Linked DNA regions of Gossypium hirsutum: region 1 is linked to region 2. A link is a contact called in public Hi-C data. All regions are on one chromosome and are shown on one strand. Each heading gives the region's core, a stretch centred on a gene start, on an enhancer-like site or on the middle of the called end of the contact. The rest is flanking DNA. Distances are from core to core; before and after follow the strand shown. Region 1 has its middle 14 kb from the start of LOC107941028. Region 2 holds the start of LOC107955337.

Evidence for each region. Hi-C and Micro-C count contacts between places; a contact is called where the count stands out from the background.
Region 1: a contact with region 2 is called in a Hi-C map of leaf, with 3 times the contacts expected there. The contact joins the enhancer-like site here to the promoter of LOC107955337 in region 2.

What each region holds. Positions count from the first base shown.
Region 1 is chrA07:92,187,047-92,193,446 of Gossypium_hirsutum_v2.1, reverse strand. It overlaps the pseudogene LOC107941027. Among protein-coding and RNA genes, the nearest start is that of LOC107941028, 14 kb to the right of the region's middle. Within about 2 kb of position 3,681, at least 3 of the 9 cell types and tissues checked have an H3K27ac peak or open chromatin away from gene starts, as enhancers often do. A contact at or near this core is called in leaf, where this site is marked.
Region 2 is chrA07:92,085,299-92,091,198 of Gossypium_hirsutum_v2.1, reverse strand. It overlaps LOC107955337, which reads left to right and starts at 2,312. Exons shown (of 2, transcript XM_041116614.1): 1 at 2,312-5,900. The coding sequence starts at 3,916. The coding sequence ends at 4,818.

The DNA of each region.
Region 1 (6,400 bases), core at 2,432-4,931, 100 kb before region 2:
TGTCTCGAGACATGGTTTCATGGTCTTGAGACACATCACTCTATTTTGAAAATTTGAGTTATGATTCGTATCTCGACTCCGTGTTTGACCTCATACGACCTTGGGTCATTATAAGTGGGCCTATTTGACATCAATTAAGTACATTACACCTACACAACATGAAAATATATGAAATTATGCCACGTTCACTCTTTAGCTTCAATGAAATAATTCATGATAATTCAAATTGCTTTAATAACAGATATGACATCCTACATTTGGTTTAATTGTTTAGGTCAGGTGTAGGGTGTCACATTGAGTGGTATCAGAACTAGAGTTTAGCCAATTCTAAGATTAAATTGCGTATTACATTATGTCTAAAGGTACTTGCCTTAGGAATGTTGTGTTTGATCTGAGATTGGGATGCTGAATTTGTTTGTTTAGTGCATATTTAAATTGAGATATTGCATACAGGAATTCATGTGTTTAGTCCTTTGGGAACAGAGTATGATTGTTGATAAGACTTGTAGCACTGTTCCTTAATGTTTCACGAAGTCACGATTCTAGTTATCCTTTGAGGTGATATTATCTAAGGAGAGGATAATGATATCAAATCCTATCAATTCGGTATTAAAGTTTGTATGAAATTTATTTTATGGATATGGTAGTAGAGTTACATGTGCTTGAAGTGATCACTACATTAGAACAATGTAAAAGTGTAGATAAGCTAATAAGAGAAGTTTAAGATTATAGGATGAGATTGGGTGATTGCATCATCCAACATCTTATTACGATGAATCATATGATATAAGAGGTTGTTTGGAAAGGGCATGAAATGATTCAAGAAGATAAAATACAATATCTCACTTTGAAGGGCACTTTTATATATGTGGAACAATGAATGCTCTTGGATAAACTTTGGAAAAGTTGAAGGCATAAACATATAGAAACTTAGTTAAATGATTTGTAGCAATTGTAGCATATTATGGTGCAAGAAAGACTATAATGTCAAGTATCGAATCATAAAGATGCAATAAGAAACAATTGGTTCTTGGAGCACCATGGTTGAGCAAATTCTATATTGAGAAGCTACTAGGAAGTTTGTAAACTCTATCGCTATTTTGGAGGAGGAAATTAAGGAAGACCCAAAAATAAACTCAAATTGGAATTTGAGGGAAGATTTAGGAGATGAGTTGGACTTAAAAGTGGAAGGAGATCTCAAGGAATACCTGGACATATGAAATGGGTGAAAATTATATTAAGATTTGACATTGTAAATAGAAGAAATGAATTAATAAAAAAAGAGATAGTTTTACTTTCTTTTTTTAAAAAAGTCAAATTACTAAATTAATTTTATAAATATATTGCAGTTAATGTAATTTTTAAATAATTCTTAAGTTTTTTTAAATGATAAATATTTTTCAATTGAATGGGTGTTACTGAGTTGAGAAACTCAATAAAAAATATTATATATATTATTATTTAAGCTTCTGATTGAGTTGGTGTCACCATCAATAGTGTCATCAATTTAGTTAAGAAGTTACGAAAATATACTTTTTGTAATTAAAATAAGTAATATTATTTGATGGTATTCTAGTTTTTTTACTTTAAAACACTAATAAAAATATGCATAGGATGGGATTTAAACCCACTCAATTGCATTAGTAAAACATTTAATTTATCATTTAGCTAAAGCATTATTTTGATATTTTTATACATTTTAATTTTATTATGCACACTTTATATGTTTCAATATTTATTGTATGTTATTTTTAAAAACACATTTGCGTTCTAAATTTATGGTTATCACACTTGTAGGATTTCTTTAAAATATAGAAATTTAATAGTGAGTTTTATTTTCACTAACTTGATGCTTTTTTTATGTGCTATAGAAAAATTACAATACCATGATTAAAACTACCCATAATTCCTCCCAACCCATAAATAGGAGAATAATGTGCTTCAGCGTACTCAAACTCACGTCTTCCTATATTAGCAACAATATCCCAATCGAATTAAAACTCAATTGATCATTATATGTTATTTTTAAATACGCATTTATATTCAAAATTTATGATTTCCACTAAAGTGATAAGATTTCTTATCCTATCTTTTTATTATCTTGAAATAAACCTAGGTATAGCAGTAATCATCGCAGGTTAATGCGAAAAAAGAATGGACGGTGTGAAATTTTTTATTACCTCTTTTTGAAAGAGTTTCAAGTTTGAAAGCATTAGCTAGTATTTCATGAAGAAAACAAAAATAGTTAAACCAAGTTTGACTACTGGATAGAACAAGCAAGGATGGTTCATCAGATAATTTGTGTAGAAATAGAAAGCTAAAATTAGAGCTCATCACGGCCCAATTCATGCGATCCCACATCCCACATGCAATCATCCGTTTCAGTCAAATGTGGAAATTTATATATATACTGGACAGGAATATTTTAGTACACAAACAACATCGGATTATCTTTATAACCCCCATAGAGAGTTCATCCTCAACTTGAAATATTTATATTGCACTCCCATCTTGGTTCCATTTACCGAAAATTAGGGTACAAAAGGACAGTTAAATAATCCGTCAAACCAAAGGCTGTCAAATTGTCTCATGCTATGACCTTGGCACCTACACTCCTGTCAATACAGACTAAAAAGCCAAGATTTAGGAAGTTGCAATTCCAAATCATGTTTGAATTTTGGCATTTAAAACCCAAAATCCAACTGTTTGCCGACCACTTTTTAGTCTTTTATCCTCTCTTTATTCTCTCCCTGTACTTCTTATTGTCTCTTTACTTAGCCACACCTAGCATTTAAATCCCACAGACATTCATTACATACATTTATATATCTGGGTTGAAAGAGAGCAATCAAAACAGAGGCAGGGTGATGAGCTAAATATCTTGGAAGCGAGTCTCTGCAATAGATGGTGTGTTGTTTGTGAGCCAAAGATTGAACTGTAAGTGATCATTTGTACTGATTTTTTTCTTCTTCTTTTTTGCTTTGAATAGCCAAGTCTCATTGATTATGGAGTCATGATTGAATGGTATTGTAAGTGTGAGATGAAACAATGGAAATGATCTGCCTGGCTCCCTGAATGCCAACTATGAATGGTGTCAAATAAGCGGTGTTGTGTTGTTGGCCCTTTCCTAGTTGGCATCTGAGGACTCAGGCAGGTCTATCCTTTTTATCATCTTTTCACTTATGCATGGAGAAACAAGAGGAGAGACCAAAGGGCTGGGCCTCCTGCTGATCTACCTTCAACCCATGACATAACTGGCCATACAATGACAGACACTAGTTTGTAATCTTATACACTCATACGTGGAGCGGTTCGTATTGTTCAAGCTACTTTTTGTATGCACCTTTGAATCAAAGAAGCATAATCTTTTTAATATATTCTTTTAAAGATGATCATAAACTCAACCGAATGCACTTCATCAGTTCCTTTTTTCTATTAAAGGACTAGATTCCAAACATTTCCTTTTCTCCCAGGAGCCATTAATTGTACGGATGGTGATTGGTGTTTTATTTATTGTAAAATATTAAATAAAATTATAATATGAACTTACATAATAGTAAAATGAAGAGGAGAACGGGTTAGGGTAAAATTACATTAACACCCTTGAATTCGCAACGTCAAGACATGGGACAACCTTAAAGTCGGTTGGTTCCCGCCAAAAGCATGAACCCCGGGGAGGTGCCAATGTCACCCCCACCTCCTCACTCCTCGCCCGCCATGTGTCCCGCGTACCACCTTCTCCTGCCACGTACCTTCTTTTCAGCTGTTCTAATTTTAATATAACAAACTCCTGTACCTTTGAACTATGTCTAATTGTCTATTACACACATTTGAAAACGCAGAACATTTTTTTCTTTCCATTATTGCCCTTCAAATATCTCTAAAGCCTTATTGCAAGCAAACAAATGGAGGTTCCCTCGGGGTTGTTGGCTAAACTCTGGAGCTTCGTTTCATTTATTCCCTTCTTTTCTTTACTCTTTATCCTTGGCCATCTCAAAGGTAAATTATAAACAACAACAACAACAAAAGACCCGTATTTAAACGCTAAAATGAATGGTTAGATTAGTGATTAGTGCAAAAATGGGTGTTTTATTTAGTTTTTGCAAATATTTTTGGTTCTGTTAACAGTTGCAATCATCGGTCCAGTAGCGGTGGCAATTATTGGGAGCGGGAATTCAGCAGTGGTGATCGGGCTTTGGCCAGCACATTTTATATAGACTTACTTCTCTGTGTTAACATTAATGGAAGACAATTAATAATGGTTGCCATTAACATTAATGGGAGACAATCAATAATGACAACCACCAACTTTGGAAAAGTGGCAAGGGATAATTTTTTTTTGGGCTTTGAGATAATGGGCTATTTATTGTTTGGTCCTTAAACCTCAACTATAAATAGGCCTTCTCATTTCTCATTTCAATTCATCCCAACCAATCTTTCTCTCTTAGTTTTCTCTCTTCTCCCATTTGAAAATTCTTAAGGAATTCTATTTGTTTGTAATACTTTGGAGATAGTAAAGTTATCATCTGGTGTTAGTGCCCGAGGACGTAGGTATAATTTACCGAACCTCGTTAAAACTCTTGTGTTCTTTCTTGTCCTATTTTTCTTTCAATATTTGAGGGTATAATAGTAGTATTTAATTGTGCTATTAAATTACTATAGAAGGGATATTCTGTCTAAGGAAAGACTTGGTATTTAAGAGATCCATGTGATCCACCTCTCTTCCCTGGGAATTGAACTTTGTGTGATTTTTTAGTACAATAATTTACACGCTTCCGACCCTATTGGAACAACAAGTGGTATCAGAGCCGAAGGTTAATCGTAGTATGCTCTGTGGTTGCAGTTTAAACTGATCTTCCACATCAGAAAAGATTTCCTTAGGTATATTGAAAGATTATGGAGAAAACGGTCGGTGTAGGAGCTTCAACATCGTCCATGTGGACAAGACCGACAATTGCAAATGCAAGATTGGTCGTGGAGATCTTTGATGGCACGGGCCATTTTGGTATGTGGCAAAGTGAGGTTCTAGATGCCCTTTTTCAGCAGGGTCTAGACATTGCCATTGATGAAGAGAAACCAGATGATGTACAGGAGAAAGATTGGAAGACGATCAATCGGTTGGCATGTGGCACAATTCGATCATGCTTTTCTCGAGAGCAGAGGTATGCTTTTTCAAAGGAGACTTTTGCAAATAAGTTGTGGGTGGCACTTGAAGAAAATTTTTTGAAGAAAAACAGTCAAAATAAGCTCCACTTGAAGAAAAGACTGTTTCGCTTCACATACGTCCCAAGTACCACAATGAATGATCACATCACCAAATTTAATCAGTTAGTCACTGATTTGCAGAATATGGATGAGACATTCAAAGATGAAGATTTGGCTTTGATGCTGTTGGGGTCACTTTCTGAGGAGTTTGAGTTCCTCGAAACTACTCTACTTCATGGCAGGAGTGATATATCTCTGAGCGAAGTCTGTGCGGCCTTATACAGTTATGAACAGAGAAAGAAGGACAAACAGAAAAACTCAATCAGAGATACAGAAGCTTTAGTAGTCCGAGGTCGTTCATACACTCGGAAGAAAACTCAAAAGGGGAGATCAAAGTCAAAGTCCAGACTCGGGAAAGATGAATGTGCTTTTTGTCATGAGAAAGGCCACTGGAAGAAAAATTGTCCAAAGCTGAAGAATAAGGGAAAAGCTGCTATAGATGCTTGTGTTGCTAAGCATGATACTAGTGACTCTGAACTATCACTGGTTGCATCATCATCGTCGTTCCATTCAGATGAGTGGATATTGGATTCGGGTTGTACCTATCATATATCCCCTAACCGGGAGTGGTTCTCTGATTTAGTAGAACTAAATGGAGGAGTTGTTTATATGGGCAATGACAATGCCTGTAAAACTGTTGGGATAGGTTCAATCCAATTAAAGAATCAAGATGGATCAACCAGAGTTCTGACTGATGTTCAGTACGTGCCCAGTTTGAAGAAAAATCTCATCTCATTGGGAGCCTTGGAATCCAATGGTTCAGTTGTTACTATGAGAGATGGGATTTTGAAAGTGACATCTGGCGCACTTGTGATATTGAAGGGCATCAGGAAAAATAACTTGCATTACTACCAAGGTAGTACAGTTATTGGAGCAGTCGCTGTAACTTCCGGCAACAAAGAATTGGACTCAATACAGTTGTGGCATATGAAGTTGGGACATGCCAGCGAAAAATCCTTGCAAATTCTGGCAAAGCAAGGATTGTTGAAAGGTGCAAAGGCTTGCAAATTAAAATTTTGCGAGCATTGTGTTCTGGGAAAGCAAAAGAGAGTGAAATTCGGCACTGCTATCCATAATACAAAAGGTATTTTAGAATATGTTCACTCAGATGTGTGGGGGCCTTCCAAGACACCTT
Region 2 (5,900 bases), core at 1,063-3,562:
TATCAAATTTCAATTTTCCCTCACACAATAACTGTCCACTATTCTCTCACCCCTTCCACGATTTCTTTTTCTTCCCTTTTGTTTTTCCTTTGTTCTTGTTTTCTTCTTTACTTTTGGGTTTTCTTTCATTCCTTTTTGGTTTGATTTTTGTTTGCTCTCGTTAGTTCTTCGTGGGGGTACGTTTGACTCTCTGTTTTCGATCATAATTCACTAAAAATTGTAAGTTACATCGATTTTTTTTTTGTTATGAATAGCTTTAATTCATTTGTTGTGCAAGATTGAGTTTTGTATTAGTTTTCATCCCACACCATGTTAAGTGCTTTCATGGTTTTCTTATTAGGCGAAAGGGGTGTGAGTTTAAATCCTCTAGTGGAATAATTGTCGTTTTGGTCACTGTTTCTGTGGGGTGAGTTTTCGAATGTTGTTTAGGGGTTGTTTCTTTAAAGAAAAGGGTGCATTTGAGTAATATTTTGCAGTTAAACTTATGTTGTAATTGAGCCATTCAAATGTTGTATGTAGGATTCAAAGTGTAATATTCATGTGGGTTATCAGATATAACATCAGGTGTGTGAAACTAACCCGATTTACCAACTAAAACTTAAGAAAATACAAAACAGGGGATATTTTTTGAATCTACCTAGTGCTACACAGTCGTGTGTCAAGCCGTGTGGTGGACTATGTATGCCACATGGTCGTGTGGTAGGTGGTGTGAAGCACACAATCATGTGTGTTTTTCAGCCCGTCTGGCTTGACCGAGTGGAGCTCATGTGAAACTTTATAGACCATGTGGGTAGGCTGTGTGAGTAGGCAGTGTGGGTCTTTTTGACAAATTTTTGGGCCCTATTTAGGACCATTTGAAGGACTCAAAATTTGGGTCTGTAGGCATTGCATGGGGCCAAAAAAGCATAAGTTTTAGTATGTAATAATTTATGGATAATCATAGGAGGTTTGTTAAATAAGATATGTTATCATTAAATCATATGCTAAGTTATTATCTATATGAAAGCATGTGTATGTGTATGCATGCCATATGTTATGTGATATATGCATGTATGATATATGACTATGATATCTATGTGTTCTGGAGGGTGGGATATGATATGATGGAGGAAGTGTTCTATGGCAGTTTATACTGCAATTATGGTTGCTAGACCGCAAATTTGTGTATAGCAGCTCAATTGCAATTATATGAGTGACACACCACCACATATTGATGTGATTGGATGTAAAAACTCTTGTAGTCCTATATGGTGTGTTTGGTTGGTCGGTGTTGGTGTGTAATGGATGGGGTAAGATCTGTATTTGCATTTGTTCTAGTCTGACATGACATTCTGATATGATATATGTGTTTTTGAAATATGACATAATAAAAATTTCGTTCTGATATATGTTTTTGAAATTTTGCAATATGATAAGCTTTGATACGTTTTATGAAATTTTGCGATATGATAAGCTTCGATTCGATTTGATTAATGTTTTTGCAAAACACATAAGGAAATTTTGTTGTGGGCTGGGCCACACATTGGGCTTCCAACTCATTTGTTTATTTAATAAATTTTAGGTGAACTTCCGATTTAGGATCGTATGGCATGCAGGAGTTCGAATTGTTTTCTCCACTAATTGAATATGGTAATTCACACTAGTAATTTTTCTGGACTTTTGGGACTATAATATGTTTTTGGGCTGTGTTTTGGTTTTTATTTTGATCATCAATTTTTGATATTTTTGAATGTAAACTAAATCACGCAAATTAACAAATTGGATTCTGGTTTCCAAAATTAAAATTCTAAAAAATTTTCTACTGCGGTCTTTTTGTAAATAAATAAGTAAATAGTTTTTAACGAATGTCTGACTTTAAGCTAGAGGATTTGCCAAAAATTAATATTTTCAAAATACCCAATTTTGAATTCGAAATCTGGGTTTGATAGGTGTTTTTGTACTAATGTTTCTTTTCCTAGATGTATGTGAAAGTTTTTGTCAAAATTTTACCCTTTCAAAACGCACTTTAAGTTTGACTTTATCAAAAGTTCTTTATCAAGCTAATGTAATCTTGTCAAACTCGGCCATTACATCTAGGCTGAATTTAGGGTGTTATTCTTAAGAAAAAAAAGTTTCATTTTAATAAAAATAAAATATTTAGACTAACTAACGATATTATAAAACTTGAGTTATCAAATTATGTAAAAAATTAAATTCATAGAGATTAAATCTCAAATTTAAGTATAATATAAGGATCAAAATTTTAATCCATTGTTATATATTTAAAAAATAAAAAAATGTATTGGACAAGTGTCAAATAAAGATACCTCATGACATTCCAATTAAAAATAAAATACTTCATGCAACTCTAAATACACTTGATATGCTCTCAACTTTGCAAAATTTCGATAACGGTGAGGAGGGAGTCGCTCACCCCGACGATGATCGAAATACCAAAAAAGTAAGGTTTAAAGGGAACGGTGGTGATGAAGACACTTCTATGGCTGTGGATCACGAATCACAAACAAGTATGACATGGAAAGAAAAATTGCTGGGGGGCTACGATGTTGCTTCCAAATCTATTCGTGATGGGTCTTCCGCAGATAATGAGAATGAATTTGAACTATTTGAAGGGGACGTCAATATGTCCATCATTGACGGGATTCCTGCTATCAATTTTTCAGATCGTGTAAAGGAAATCCTATTCAAAGAAATGGAATTGACTATCATTGTTAAACTTCTAGGACGAAATATCGGTTACAACGCACTTCATAATCACATCCTTTTCCTTTGGAATCTTGTAAATTCTATTAAGATTGTGGATATTGCTAATGGATATTTTTTGGTGAAATTTCAGGATCCTAACGATTATAATAGAGTTTTATCTCAGGGTCCATGAACAGTTTATGGCCAGTATCTGACCGTACAACCATGGACTAAACATTTCAGCCTCTTGCAACCTTACCCGAGTGTTGTGCTAGCGTGGATACGATTGCCTAATCTCCCGGGATATCTTTATAAATGGAAGATCATCGAAGCCATCGGGGGCCTCATTGGAAAGGTGGTAAAATTGGATGTGCAGACTGACAACCAAACCAGGGGTTGATTTGCTAGGTTAGCCGTGTACCTTAGTCTTGATAGACCGTTGATTTCGTAGGTCCTTGTTGACGAAATTGCTCAACATGTTGAATATGAAGCCCTCCCGACTGTGTGCTTTACTTGTGGCAAGTATGGTCACGTAAAAGAGATGTGTAATTCGGTTGTGTCAAGCCAAAACCTCACGAGACTAGCGAATAAGACAGACAAACCTCAAGCCGAACTAATGACCGTGGCGGTCTCTACTCCGGTGGACAGCACAGGTAGGGAAAAATAAAATTCTGATAACAGAGAGAAGGGCCCAGAATTTGGGCCATGGATGTTCGTAGAGAAGAAGGCTTCACAGTGAGGAAAGAAAGATTCCACGGCGGGGATTTTGGCAAGGCAATCTAAACATCCATCTGGATCCAGATTCGCAGTGCTATCAGAGGGAAAAGATTCAATCACGAAATTTGGGCAGGATTTGTTCATGGAATCGGGACAGAATTCAAACATTAAAGCTGGACAATCGGCTGAAGGATTTTTAGGGGTTTCTTTAAATGGTGTTTCGGCCGCAAAGTTAAAGAGATTAGATTCTAAGGACATTAAAGGAGTCAACAATTCTTTTATGGTTACAGGCTAAAGGAAAATCAAGAATTTGGGCCTTTCTAACGAACCCGATTTGAAGGAATTATTGGGAAATAATGTGAATAACTTTATGGGCCAAAAATCCAAAGTTTCTTTAGACAAAAAAATTAGAAAAAAGGCTTATGGGGTTAGAGGATGACGTAGGTAAAAATAGGGAAACTTTTGATAATTTCTCTAATCCTAACTTATACACTCCTGGCAGGTTCAAAACAGATGCATTTATTTAAAAATGTTTCTGTGGGAGACGCTATTAACCAAAACAAGTTGGACGCTAAAATGCAGGAGAACAATGAAGCTAGAGTTTTGGAAACAATTAAATCACATTACAACCTTGTTTTTTATGAATCCGAGGGTTTCATAGTACCTATATCAGAAAACACTCTCGATCCAGGTAAGCACTCTACTGTTAGTTTTGATAAAAATATTAATTTTATGCAGCAGGATAATTCGAAAACAAAGTTTGTGGAATTTCTGGAATTGGGTCCAAATTCAAAGTCTAATGGTCCCAAAAAGAGAAGAAATGGTGGCAGAGAAAATGACAGTCGAAATTCTAAAAAGACTTATTTTGCCCTACGAGGTAGAGGGAATTGTTTTAAATCTCCTGGAAACACGTGTGTTCCTCTAGCTGAGTCTATGGTGGCAATGGCAGAACTTTTATCTTCTCAAGTTCTAGGCGTGAATTCGAATGTCGAGGTTGATGGTGCAAACTCAAAATCAGATTGCAGCATTGATCCTAAAACCAGGTATGATACATTTTCTATTAATTTTTTAATGAATATCACTATCTTTTTGTGGAATTATCAGGGTTGTGCAAACGTTAAATTCCCTAGAATTTTTCGGGAATATAACACAGAGTATAAACTAGATATTGTTAGCTTGCTTGAACCGAGAGTTAGTGGCTACAGGGCTGACAACATTATATCTAAGTTAGGATTTCAATTTTCCCACCGTGTAGAGGTAATTGGTTTCTCAGGGGGTATTTGGTTAAGATGGCGGGATTCTGTTCGTCTCGAAGTAATTTGTAGCCATCCGCAATTCATTTTGTCTCGATTTTGGTACTTGTCTGCATCGCATCCAATCTTTATCGCTTTTGTCTATGGTAGCCCTAATAGATAGAGGCGCCAACTTCTTTAGAATGAGCTGAAGAATTTTATATCTCGTGGCCAGCGCTCTTGGATTGCTATTGGGGATTTTAATGCAATCCTATCCTCTTCTGAGAAATCCGGAGGCCTTTCAAGGGGAAGGAGGTGCTCGTATTTTGGTGACTTTATTACTTCTGCTGAACTCCATGACTTAGGGTTTAGAGGACCTCTCTTTAATTGGCACAGGGGGTCTCTTTTTGAAAGGTTAGATCATGCTCTGGGAAATGAAGCCTGGCTACGAAATTTTCCTGATTGTATGGTTACTCACCTCCCAAAGATTAAATCAGATCATCGTTCTCTTTTTTTGGTTCTAAATCCAAGTCATTCGCTCCCTAGGGGGAGGCCTTTTAGATTTTTAGCTGGTTGGATTGAACATCCTAATTTTGAGGGCTTCCTTAAAGAAAAATGAGACTTTTCTAGAAATATGGCTGAGACCCTTAGAAAACTCACTCATGAGCTCAAGGATTGGAATAAACATGTCTATGGGCACATTACTACTCGTAAGAGAGATCTCTTCAAAAGAATTGCTAACATACAAAAAGAAAGGGATATTTCTGGCTCCATTCATTTAAACCATGTCGATTTGTCTCTCCGTCAAGAGCTTGAGGATGTTCTTCACCATGAAGAGCTTCTTTGGAAACAAAAAGCAAAGTGTGACTGGTTAAAACTAGGGGACTAGAATACAAAATTCTTCCATACTTGTACTTTGCAAAGGAGGAAAAACAATCGCATTACCTATCTGCAATGCTGAAGAGAATTAGATTTATGATCCGGAGGATATTGAGGGTGAGGCAAAAAAGTTTTGTCAGAAACTATATAGGGAAATTCCTGCTATTTTGGGAAATTTTCCTTCTAGTGGCTTCCCACAACTTGATCCAGTTGACATTAGTTTCTTGGGGAGATCTGTTTCAGATACAGAAATCAAGGAGGCAATGTTTGATATGGCGCCTCTTAAAGCTCCAGGCAATGATGGCTTCCATGCCCTTTTCTTTTAGAAGCATTGGGACATTCTAGGGAAAGCGATTTGTGACTGGGTTTGTAAGGTCTTTGAAGGAA